2 separate regions of the Bombyx mori genome follow, and region 1 is linked to region 2. A link is a contact called in public Hi-C data. All regions are on one chromosome and are shown on one strand. The core of a region is the stretch at or near the end of the contact, and the rest is flanking DNA. Distances in the headings are between cores, read along the strand shown. Region 1 overlaps LOC101738498 (protein spire). Region 2 overlaps LOC101738498 (protein spire).

Evidence for each region. Hi-C and Micro-C count contacts between places; a contact is called where the count stands out from the background.
Region 1: a contact with region 2 is called in a Hi-C map of posterior silk gland, with 1.6 times the contacts expected there. The contact joins two enhancer-like sites. A contact is called at or near these places in 2 of 7 Hi-C or Micro-C datasets (posterior silk gland and whole pupa).

What each region holds. Positions count from the first base shown.
Region 1 is chr4:15,835,851-15,842,591 of ASM3026992v2, forward strand. LOC101738498 (protein spire) reads right to left here. Exons shown (of 17, transcript XM_062668357.1): 6 at 4,769-4,941; 7 at 3,643-3,706; 8 at 3,017-3,131. Among protein-coding and RNA genes, the nearest start is that of LOC110386031, 5.6 kb to the left of the region's middle. Within about 2 kb of position 1,356, at least 2 of the 8 cell types and tissues checked have open chromatin away from gene starts, as enhancers often do.
Region 2 is chr4:15,797,188-15,803,813 of ASM3026992v2, forward strand. It overlaps LOC101738498 (protein spire), which reads right to left. Exons shown (of 17, transcript XM_062668357.1): 9 at 3,492-3,607. Among protein-coding and RNA genes, the nearest start is that of LOC134198821, 7.0 kb to the left of the region's middle. Within about 2 kb of position 3,539, at least 3 of the 8 cell types and tissues checked have open chromatin away from gene starts, as enhancers often do.

The DNA.
Region 1 (6,741 bases), core at 106-2,605, 36 kb after region 2:
TCCTGTGCTAAATATTATCATAGGCGATACGCGTTATAACGTGAACGCTACCTTCCACCTTGAGACACAAGGTCTAAATCTCAGTGGCATAGTACATATAGTGGCGGCTCGACCCTCAAATCGAAACGCATTACTGCACCACTTTAAGAATAGTTCGAGAGATAGAGAGTACATGGTCTCACACAAGTTTTACGGCTTACTAATTTATAGCCTCCAATTACCTCAGTAGGAGGACTTCGTGACGTCAGAAGGTTCTGGATTTTCCGCAAACGAATATCGAATTCAAATTAGTCACTTTTTCTTAAGAAATAAATAAATTCAATGCCAAATTCTTTATATCCGAAGTACCTGTTTTGTGTCATCGTAATTTGGGACGATCAAAGAGAAATAGAGAAATAAATAACCAGGGATCAATCACACTCATTTCCCCAAAGTGGGATTCGAACCCACCCATTCAGCTCAGGAATCAGACTGCGCCGTAACCCACTGAGTTCCTCGCTAGATCTTCTCAGTGGGTCGCGATTCCTATCCGGTGGTAGATTCTACGAAGCACTACTCATGCTTGAGCTAGTGTTAGCAAATTATTTCATATTAAGCCCGTAAGCTCACCTACCCCTCGGCCCGTAGCTGAAATAGCCCCTTAGATAGCGAATAAGTAGATAGAGATATAAGATAGTTTCACTAACAATCGACTAAGTACTATTGTTCAATTTAGCAAAAATTTACAGGACGTCGTAGGATATGAACAGAAAATGGTAAAAAAATAAAAAAACAATTTCCAGTTTCGCATCACAGATATACTCCAAGAGAAATGTTTCATAAACTAATGATTTTTGTCTCCTAGATAATTGATAACTCTCTTAAGAAATATCAAATTGAATAATCATACATACAGTTTGTGTGAAAGAGCCGGAACCTCATTTAAGCACTTAATACATGAAAATCAACTTACTTTATTGACTACTAAGGAAGGTTTTTCTCTGTGCCCTACAAATAAAACAGTTTTGTTCGCAAAATTCTGAAGATAAAATATACGGCTAAGACGTAAAAGGCGTCAGCTCGTCTGGCAAATATAAATGGGTGTCTAGGTCACCGGGCAATTCGGGTATCGACCGGGTTCTTATGTAATAATATTAGGCGTTTAACCTCCTTGGTGGAATAGTATTTTTGCGATTCGTGCTGTTAGAGTAACTTAGTTAATTTCATATTTTGAAAATGGTTTACTCATACAACTACAAGAAATAGGGCCACCCCATGTTTATAGTTATGCTAGGGCGTTTAGTAGAAGACGATAAGGGTAAAGTTCTCTTTACTATACAGCGTACTGCATGTATTGGTGGAAGGACACCCTAGGCACGTCCTTACGGATCCACCCGATCCACTAACAGTTTTATTAGACAACCGTTCTCGTCGAAGAACTCGATGTAAAATCTAGCTAACAGCATCAGCCCACTGAGTTTTCGTTTCTAGCTGTCAAAGTGTTATACTTATGTTTTTTTTTAAATCTATATATTAATACGTGAAGCAAAAACTTTGTATCCCTTTTTACGAAATTTGCGCGGACGGAGGAGTATGAAATTTTCCACACTTATAGAGAATATAAAGAAGAAGTGAAATATAAAGAAGTGCATAAAAGATACATTAAATCAATAAAGAAAACATTACACACACTACATACCATGTATTTGACGCACACACACATGCATACTATTTATTGTCAAACTTTTCTTCTTGACGTCTGTTGTCAAATTGAGATGAAGTATTGTTTGTCTTTGTTAATATTTTTATAGTGTAGTCTTGGCGAAGTTTGTGATTCTAGAAGTATAAAATACAATCCTAATAGTATACAAACTTACAATTCCAATTAATTATAGTCGAATTTCGACTACTGCGGGACCTCTAGTTCATATAATTTCAGGTTAGAGATCCCAAATAAGTTCTCTCGGTTCAAATATGCCTGGAAGAGTTTTCTTTAAGCGTATTTATTCGCTTTGTAGAACTCTAGTTCGTTATTGAATGCGTCATAGACGTTTTAATTTCCGCTGGTGATTAATGGTGGATTAACGGTCAATAAAGAGTTTAAATACTACTTGAGACTTTGAGATCGTGTCTCAAATTGGGCGGTGGCCCATTCGGTTTGTGATACCTACAGCCGTCAGCTCGTATATTGATAAAAACCTTTAAAAAAATTACTCTAACCAAGGAAAAAAAAGTCAGTTGACGAAAAGAAAAAAAGTACATACTTACAGTATTATTTCATGAATGAAAAATCATTTTTTTTTTATAACACCTAATTATGTATATTATATATAACGTCTATATGTACTTTAATTTTCTATGGAAGAACTAAAATATCTATCTATCTATCTCTTAGGTTTAAAGAACTAAAATAAGTAGTGGTTTTAGCGTTTGATTATGTCGTAATACATATTATATTATCAGTATGTCAGTAGTCAAGACTAAAGACCTATGTTTTTGACAATACAAAGATTGAAAACAATTTATTATATCTCAAGAAAAACAACATCTCTGAAATCTACCATACTTTTTTTCTCCTAAAGACATTTAAACAAAAACAAAAAGATAAAAAGCAAGTCTCAATTTCTACTGAAATAAAGGTAAAATCAGTTTCCATATAATTTATTTCACATATACCAACTTTTAGATAAGGATATGGTTCGGGGGAGGACTTTCCAGTTAGGGTAGGGTGGGATCTGTGAAATACAATTAGGAACTTGTTAGATATCCTCCTAGACACGGTAATGCCACAGCTTCATAAAACATACTTAAGTTGTCATAAATTCCTTTGAAATTACAGTAACATATAACAAAACACAATTCAAAATAAAAAACTTACAATTTTTACGCAAAATTAGTTAATACGCGGTGATAATTTACGAAAGAAAACTGCTATTTCACATACTAACGCCATCTATTGATAAGTAACATGAACAAAAAATGATTCTTCAAGAAGATTCTTCATGAATTTCAGATAAAATAAAATAATCGTACTCACATAGCCTGTTGGAGTATGGTGTCGGTCTCAGTCGCCTGCCGACCTGGATGGAAGCGAGGAGTTTCTCCCTTGGCGTTGCCTCTCGTTTCGGTGGGGGTAATTTACGTTCTGAGGCCTGAAGAAGGGGTTTGAATTTTAAAATCTTCAACTATTCAAGTCAATGAATATTTAACTTTTTCTTGAAGTCGTCGTTATTTTAATTTACACTTCGGTTCACACTTTATTACTGGTGGTGTAGGACCTCTTGTGAATCCGCGCGGGTAGCTACCACCACCCTGCCTATTTCTGCCATGAAGCAGTAATGCTTTTCGGTTTGAAGGGTGGGGCAGCCGTTGTAACTATAATTGAGACCTTAGAACTTATATCTCAGGGTGGGTGGCGCATTTGGGTTGTAAATGTCTATGGGCTCCAGTAACCACTTAACACCAGGTGGGCTGTGAGCTCATCCACCCAACTAAACAAAAAAAAATTTTTTAATGGCGTCAATTATGTTTGTATGTTTTCTGGATCATCACAATTTATTCAAAAAAGAACATTTGGAATGTAAGCCGTGTGTACGAGACAATGTCTGTCGGTTTGTCAATGTGTAGTACATTCTAAAATTCATAACGCAATACTTCACATACCTTTTTCAGCGGAGGTCTACTTCTAATGAATTCGAGAATCATAGCGTGGGCGTCCTTCTTCACACTGCAATGCAAAACAAATTTAACTTACTACTTACTTGACGGACTTTCAATGCGCTTAATGCGAGTTTTTTAACGCTCTCGATAGCGTAAAAGTCAAATCAAATTTGTATGGATTTGGAACGTTTGTCTACGTTTGCCGCTAGGGGCGCTGTTCCAACTGCATACAAATTTGAGTTACTTTTACGCTATCGAGAGCGTTAAAAACTCGCACTAAGCGCACTGATTAACGCAGAAGTTGTTATTTATATGAGTTCAAGTTACAACTCAAGCTGTGGCTTGTATGTATATGGATACAGCTACAAAAGAAAACATGTCTTTCGAACTATTTCAACCAAAGTTAGACCTAAAGTACTCGATGACTTTAAAATACAACATCATAGAGCATGTCACATGAAAACTAGTAATCCGCATAGGTGAGATTTAAAATCGCAGTAAATTAAAAAAATGGAGCGCCTGCAACTTGGTACACCTGAAAGAAGTGAAACTTCTTTTGCGGTGTGCAGTATTGTAGTTTTCTTCATTTTTCGTCCTTAAATCAAATTTATCTTGTAATAAATACTGTGTATAAGAGAATCGACCTAGCTCGCTTCGTCCTTTCCCTCTCTCCACGGTCGAGTGGTTCGCAAGACGCTCTGTCTATTTTCTCACTCGTGCTCTTCCTAAATTGTATGTTTTCTCTCTAGCCGTACAGAATCTGCCGCGGATTAAATATTACTCTCAACTCATTTAAAGAAGTTTCACTTCAATGCCCATCAGAAGACAGTTTTATTATATCCAAATACTGGTGGTGGGACCTCTTGTGAGTCCGCACGGGTAGTTACCACCGCCCTGACTATTTCTGCCATAAAGCAGTAATGCATTTCTGTTTGAAGGGTGGGGCAGCCATTGTAACTATACTGAGACCTTAGAACTTATATCTCAACGTAGGTGGCGAATTTATGTTGTAGATATATATGGGCTCCAGTAACCACTTAACATCAGGTGGACTGTGAGTTCGTCCACACATATAAGCAGTAAAAAAATTTTCAAAGACAGCAGAAGTATAAACACTTGTCTCCCTCACCTCTGTGGTATCGCTCCATCGACTTTCCTCAACGTATATCTTCTCGATCTGATGTCGTCCATAAGGATCTCGTACGGTGTCAATTCATATTCAATTGGCGTTCTTGAATAATTCACTTTCTTTAACTTCACGCCCATTCGGAGTTCGCCGATAACTTGCATCCAAAATCTTGCCTTATTTAACAAATACACAAAAAATATTTTACACCATTGCCATTCATATTTCTCAGGAGCTAAGTTACATCAAACTCAAAGTAAAACATGATTGCTATTAATATTTATCAGGATTTTTACAGTAGATGGTAAAAAATAAAAATTATTAAACCTAAACTACAATGGATGCATAGTTTTTTTTATTTAAACATGCTAAAAGAAAATTAAGTACGAATTACAATAAATTTTGAATAGTACTTGCCCATTACTAAAAGATTACGCCTTAAAAATATAAATAGCAAATTAATGAAACAAAATTGCTATTTTTAGATTTGAGAAATGTATGCATACCGAAAATCTTATTATTATCATAATAATATACAGAATTATGATACAAGAAATATCTAATAAGACACGTTAAAATATTGCGCTATTCTGTAATATTTCTGAATCGTGATCTGTTTACTTTGAATATAATAATTTTAATGCTAAAATTTTAATGCACATTACCTCATACTATTAGGTATGTATCCTCACATTTTAATAACACAAAGGATCTTTAATTTCTGATCAAAAAAAACAAAATCCACAACCTATCTATCAATTAAACATATTACTGTTTAATCAATAAAAAATTCAAATTAAATTTTTCTTACAATAATAGAAAATAATGCATGCTATGTAACAACATATTTATATTAATATTATTCTCAGCTTGAAATACGTATAATAAAGCCATAAAAACTACACAAAAAAATAATGTACACAGTACACAAAACTATTCAAGTTTAGCTCACGTACTTGCAAAGCTCTCCATATCCTTCGGTTTGACTATAACAAAATATTACCATTTTAAAAACAACGTGGTATTTCGAATTGTGTTGCCTCCGTGCTTACTCTATACATTTGTAAACTCACTGGACCGGGATTACGAGAAACGAGCTTCCATTTGTTATTGGCTATTTTATTTTACTTTTTGATGAACAATATTATCAAAAGTCTTAAGGGCGTCACACACGGCAAACTATCACACTATCATCATACATGAACTATCACACATGGTTAAGATAATATATATTTTCATATTATAGTATCTTCGCCGTGTGTGACGCCCTTTAAGCCTACTTTTCGAGTAGGAAGCCCTAGTGTCAATCTTCCCAGAAATCTACCAACTTTTTGGCTAAAACAATATACACGGCTTATTCAATAGAAGTCCTAATTACCAAACTTGTGAAAAAAATGAAATTGCAATAATACGTTAATGTATTTATCATTTAAGTATATATATTTTAAGAAACCAATGGCCTTAAGAAACAGTATTCCAAGCAATTTAACTGTGAACACAAAACTTCAGCACTGGCCCATGAAATGCCTTTTACTGGTGGTAGGGCCTCTTGTGAGTCCGCGCGGGTAGGTACCACCATCCTGCCTATTTCAGCCGTGAAGCAGTAATGCGTTTCGTTCGGTTTGAAGGGTGGGGCAGCCATTGTAACTATACTTGAGACCTTAGAACTTATATCTCAAGGTGGGTGGCGCATTTACGTTGTAGATGTCTATGGGCTCCAGTAACCACTTAACACCAGGTGGGCTGTGAGCTCGTCCAAATATCTAAGCAATAAATAAAAACCTTCTTACAAAATGTATAGCGAGCGACGTTGTATGTTAAGATAAAATATTATAGTATCTTCGCCGTGTGTGACGACGCCCTTTAAGCCTACTTTTCGAGTAATGGCCTTAAGAAACGGTATTCCAAGCAATTTAACTGTGAACACAAAACTTCAGCACTGCCTCATGAAAACTAAGCCTAGATTACTAACTAAA
Region 2 (6,626 bases), core at 2,289-4,788:
ACATTGGCTTTTCTACAGATACTTTTAATACTCGGAGTTTTTTATTTCTCGGTATGACCACATGAGTTTTCTTTTTCTTTCTTTCTTTCTTTCTTTCTTTCTATGTTTCTTTTTCCCTAACTATTCGCTGGTAGCCTAGGGGGCTATTCTAGTTACGCTCGGACGGGAAAATGAGCTCTTGGCCTACCTTCCATCGCAATAAAGTTGACTGAGAGCACGTGTTAACTACGCCTGATGCGGGCGATTTACCTATTAGGTAACGAAGGTTTCACATGCTTAATGCGATAATTGAATCTTTATATCATAGCCGTACACTGGCCTTAGCTTGGAATCAATGCAACTGGAACTCCATACTTAAAACTCGTTCTCACCTCATCGCCGACAACCTTCATTAACATTTGACTGGTGGTAGGACTTCTTGTGAGTCTGCACGGGTAAATACCACCACCCTGCCTATTTCTGCCGTGAAACAGTAATGCGTTTCGTCTTGAAGGGTGGGGCAGCCGTTGTAACTACACTGAGACTTTACAACTCTTATCTCAAGGTGGGTAGCGGCATTTACATTGTAAATGTCTATGGACTCCGGTAACCACTTAACATCAGGTGGGCCGTGAACTCGTCTCCCCATCAAAGCAATAAAAAAAATCTCCATATTGAAAAATAACGTAATTGGTAATTTGTGTAAAACCCATTTTATGCATATTAGTTCGAGCGTTCTGACCCGACCATTAGTATCTAGACCAGCCTTTCCCAAAGTGGGCGATAATGCCCCCTTGTGGGCGCTGCAGGTCTAATGGGGGGCGGTAAGAGAACCAAAAAATGGGGGCGTTGTGTGGAGGCTTCGGAGGCGATTTGTAATTTCATCTAAAAGGATTCTTAGACAACGACAGAGCTCTCGCTATAGTCGTTATAGTGGAGGCACTAAAAAATAATTTATTTTCAAAGTGGGCAGTAGACAAAATAAGTTTGGGAACCCCTGATCTAGACAAAGAATAGCCTCTATGGTTCTAAACGATTTCCATTTAAATTTATCAATTTCAAAAAGTCTAATCATGCATATACTTCTAATGTCCAGATTTATAATGAGTGATACTTGCCTTTAAGCTACTATCAAGATTGCTAATATAAAGCTAAGTATCAACAACATAATTTGAAATATACTACGTATTCGTTTAATAAGAATAAAACCACACCTTCATAATCATATTTGAGAGTATTGACCTTTATACGGTCTGGTTATTTACCACCATTCCAATGTATGCTATAGTTCCGTCCATGAAATATACAAACAATTTGCGATCTTATTCCTGATGTAGTAACGGTGAGAGTCACGTACCCTCAAGTATCTGGGGCAGCGAAGCCTTGGGAAATATGTTAGGACAAGTGCTTGGATATAATTTTGTGCACTATGCAAAGCTATTTTTACTTCGAACCAGTTTGATGCGGTGACAATTTTTAGGTAAGACACCAAAAAAGCTTTGATTCATTTAGTTAGTTATGCAAGTCACGCTAAGAGTGACAGGCATGGAACATCAGCCTTTTTCCTCCAAAGTTTTTCAAGTTAGGTGTGTCTTTTTAAAATAGAAAAAAATCTGGAATTGAGATCATGCCACAAAAAATTATAATGTAAAATGTTCACTGAGTACATGAGAAAAATTTGACTTGTGTACATTATGTATGTTTAAGCATTCTGTTAAAACTCCTTTTGGAGACTCGAGAGCTTATTTAACTGATAGCGTATGTATTTAAAGACAAGAAAGTATTGAAGATCGTATAGTAAATTATCTTTTGCTTTCGGCAGATTCGTCTATAATAACATACAAATCTACAGTGGTTTTTACGGATGTTCCGTTATAACTACTGAACCATGCATCCGATTAGCTTGAAACTTGGTATCAGAAGATATATGCACTTAATGGATACGCCAATATTTATATGAGTGTTGGTCTCCCTAATAATAATGACAATAAATAATAATGTTAATTTTAAATGCCCAGCGAAGTGGGCGAGTACGGCTAGTATTTTTATAAAAGTCTGTTAGATCTAGTAGAACTTTATTGCGTTGTTAAAGTGAAGGAAGCGTTAATCTAAGAACCATCTTGATACAAAGCCGGGTATTTAAGTCTAAATTTGTGGGAGCAATATCATCGTCGTATATAGAAAATTAATATCGAGGCCCCCAATTATTAGCCCCCTAATTAAAAGACGTTTCCTTGCATTCAAACTTATTAAAATATAAGTTTGAATGCAAGGAAACTTTACTAACATACTTTTCAGTGGTAGGTAATATCTGCCGAACTGCACAAGTCATTACACGCATGAATAACTTGCAAATACGTGAGTTTGTGACGTGCGGTTGCAATAAAAAAAACAAAAAAGATAAGTGGTCGAACAAAGTTATTTAAAAATCTACACGGCAATTTAATGTTGATTTCGAATATCTATTTCTTTTTGAGAATAAGGAAGACATATATTTGTTCCCTAAAATTCGAAAATCATCAAAAGAAACAAATCAGAACTTCTAAGCAGCTAGAAGATACCATGGCCTAAATGATATTGACGCCTGTTGTATATTCGTATCAAGCGACGCGACTATTTCGGTGTTCAAATCCCGGCGACATATACCATATTTTCTAAGGAAGCCCGTAGTTTGCTCAATTACTGGTGTTAGGGCATATTGTATGACCGGTATTACCATCCTAGATAATTATGCCACGAAGCAGCTTTGCGCTCCGGTTTGCAGGGTGGAAAACAGATTATGCAGTACTACCCGATCACAAAACTCATTATACGTAAAGGGTATTAATTTGGTTATATAATAATATATGGGCCACTAAATTACTTAATATCAGTTGAGCCATAAGACCGTTCACCTATCAATCAGCAATCAATAAAAAAATAACACCATTTCGTTTTCTTGGAAGCTCGATTTCGTTTGCAAAACTATTTTTTATTTTATTGCTTAGATGGGTGGACGAGCTCACAGCCCACCTGGTGTTAAGTGGTTACTGGAGCCCATAGACATCTACAACGTAAATGCGCCACCCACCTAGAGATATAAGTTCTAAGGTCTCAGTATAGTTACAGCGGCTGCCCCACCCTTCAAACCGAAACACATTACTGCTTCACGGCAGAAATAGGCAGGCACCAGTAATTACGCAAATTATAATTTTGCGGATTTCATTTTTATTACACGATGTTATTCCTTCACCGTGGAAGTTAATCGTGAACATTTGTTGAGTACGTATTTCATTAGAAAAATTGGTACCCGCCTCAGATTCGAACACCGATGCATCGCTCAACACGAGTGCACCGGTGACCTTTAGGCCACGACGACTTCAACTATTAGTAATGTCTGTCTTTAGAATTCCCCAAATGTAATACATGTCACTAAGCCCCGCATTTATCGGTTGCCTAACGCATCCAATATCTGACTTTATGAAAGCGACGTAACGCCTCTCCTAAAATACATAGATCAGTCGCGTTCTAACCTCTAGATTGTCAAAGTCGACTTTGATGAGCCTCCGCTGGGGTTGTGTGTGCGGTGTGACGTCACCCCCGCGCCGCATTTCACCCCCGCCTGGGCCGCTGCCAGATCCACTTGTCGCTGCAACAAAAATATCGATCATTAGTGCCATTTGAACATACCTATCTATGTATATATTGATATAATGAATGTAAAATGTAAGTGATTCATTATATGATGTTACTGGTATGAATCTGAACATATTTAACAAGTTGCGATCCACTAACGGTGCTTTTAGGTACCCTAAGCACCGGTCATCGTTCTTGTCGAACCCATCGCAGCGTCGCCGTCGCTTGCGATAAAGGGCTCGGCGAGTAAATAATTAACCCTTAAAAATTTACAAACACAGCCCACTGAGTTTCTCGCCGGATCTCTCATTCTTCTCAGTGGGTCGAGTTTCCGATCCGCTGGTAGATTCTGCGAAGCACTGCTCTTGCTAGGATTAGTGTTAGGAACGACGTCAGGTTTGAGCCCCGTGAGCTCACTTACTAGTAAAGATTACGCTGAAATGGTCTCTTAAGACCAGCAGCTTAGGTAGTTCCATAAAAAAAAAGAAGTTAACAAAATGCATTAACGATACGGATGAGGTATTTACTGTAAATCCAATAAGACGCTTGTTCATCTTCTAGCTTGTATACTTTGGCAACTTCACAGAATATTAAGACGAACGAAACTTTCACTTAAATAATAACGTGCTGTTGAGCTACTAAACAAAACAGAAAGAAAACAAAACAACACAAAAAGATACTTATTGGAACGTAAGTAAATAGGCAAATACGTATATAATGAATTAAATAAAACAGAAAACGTTAAACGACTTTCTAAAAAAAGATCTATAAAGAACCCATTTAAAGGCCGCCGATTCTTGTGTATATTATAAGAAAATAAGAATCGCCTACGAGACAAAAGAAAAAAATTAGATTATACATTAAAAATAGCTGACCTTTTCAGCAAGGTTGTTTCGAACGTGTGCAAGAAATTAGATTCTGAACTGTCATACCCGTATCATCATCACTTTCGAAATGTTCAAAATGTACATATTTATTATTATGTACATAATTCATTATTATGGCAAACACAAAGAAACGTTTTTTTTAATCGATAATTATTCAACTTATCGATTAATAATTAAAAATACAAAGAGAGACAGAGAGAGAGACACAGAGAGAGAAAGAGAGAGAGAGAGTATTCAGAGAATATCAGTCGTTGTTTCAGAAAAATTCCATGTATTTTCTATTCGATTTCAGTATACCTACACCCAAAATTGGAATACAGATTACAAGAACCTTTCAAATGTGAAATATGAAGGTTTTTAATTTTCTTTTTCCATCTCTTTGGGTATAATGGAATTAATATTTGATCAAACGAATAAATGGAGGATTGTTTTGCTTCGGATGATTGATGAAACTCTATATTATAAAAAAAAATATAGGTAGGAATTTTTTTATTTTCTATCATAAAAACGTTGAAGAAACAAAAACATAATTGCTTAGTACATATTTTTTAAGTTATATATACATTTGTGGTTAGATTCATAGAATTATAAAGCGGTAGCAATTTGTTCTAGTTTATACAACTTAAGATCTGATAATGAGACGGTAATTAGATACGTATAATTTTATATTATTTACACTTACGAATCCCAATACCATAGATGACGTGACTGACGTAACTTAATTGGAGATGTATGCAACCCAAATTAGATAACAGAAATTAATTACATGTTTTAAAATTGAATCTACTACATACGCTTTTAGATATTTAGATTTATCCAACACATTGGTGTAAAACTCTATCAAGTAACTACATACTTTTAGAAGTATTTTCTAAGAGCTTTAAATGTTCAGTGATCCAAATAACAAGTCAAGTAATCAATCAGTAAGCTCTACGGTAATATCAAAAGCCAAAGGTCAACTAGAAAAGGTCAAAAGGTAAGCTTTTTTTGCATCTAATACAAAAATAATTTTAGATTTGATACCGTTAAATTGCCTACACTCCCAGCTGTGTTTAAAGATGTATACGAGGGTCTATGTATAGCAAATGGTGAAGCTCTGACCTTTGGACAAAGGTTTATGTAAATTGGATTCTACGGGAGTGTTTGATTATAATACAAGAAAGGTACGCAAGAGTGGCTTATTACGTTGGAAATGTTCGAAATATTTTTGGATTCAGATTTTAGGTTGACCTTTCTCGTTTCTGTAATTAGTTTTGATGATTCAATATGAGAAATATAATATGATAAGGTATTATCTGTCAAATTTATGGAGAGACAAAGGGCGACTCGTAAAGATTACCTTCAATCTAAAGTTTTATTGACCACAAAAATAATCATTTATGTTTGAAAACATTATTCGAGATGGTAGTACATTTTATGAGCCTGCGTGGTTACTTAAGAATAGAAGAGCTGTTGATACGGTGTGATTAGCTCAACCTTATTTCTTAAGGTGAGCGATATTCAAATTAGCTTGGCATCGTCTGAATAATTATGAAAAATAAAATAGTATAATATTTCTAGAATGCTATGAAATATATACTGCGATTTTGAAATTAAAATGATTAATTCAGACTTATACGTCAATATTTAATGATTGATTCGAAAATATTATGAACGCCAAGAAGTATATCATTTATAATAAACATGAGCTTTTGAATTGCGTAACGGCTGAGTTCAAAACGTGATTAGGTGAACTTGATAACTTCGACAGAAAGCTGTGTACTGCGATGAGTGACCCAAAAAAACATTTATGTAATGTAGGAAATGACATATTTCTGTAATGTTATCTTCGTTTGTAATTTTGTAACATTAAACAAGTCCTCAGATTTCAACAACTATTTTGTTGTTCACGGAAAAGAAACTCGTAACCTATAACAAGTATATTAATTGCTTCATCCAATTTGTTATTTTTTTTATAACAACAAATATCCTACAAAGTTGTCTATTTGCCACTTATTATTAAGAAATAAATACACTACGTTCAGGTATTTTTATCTTTAGGCTATTGCACCTAAAACTCATTTCAGACTGACACCTAAATTAACTTTATTGCTATTTTTGTTTATGATACAAAATTAAATGAATGGGAATTGTTTCATCTTACCA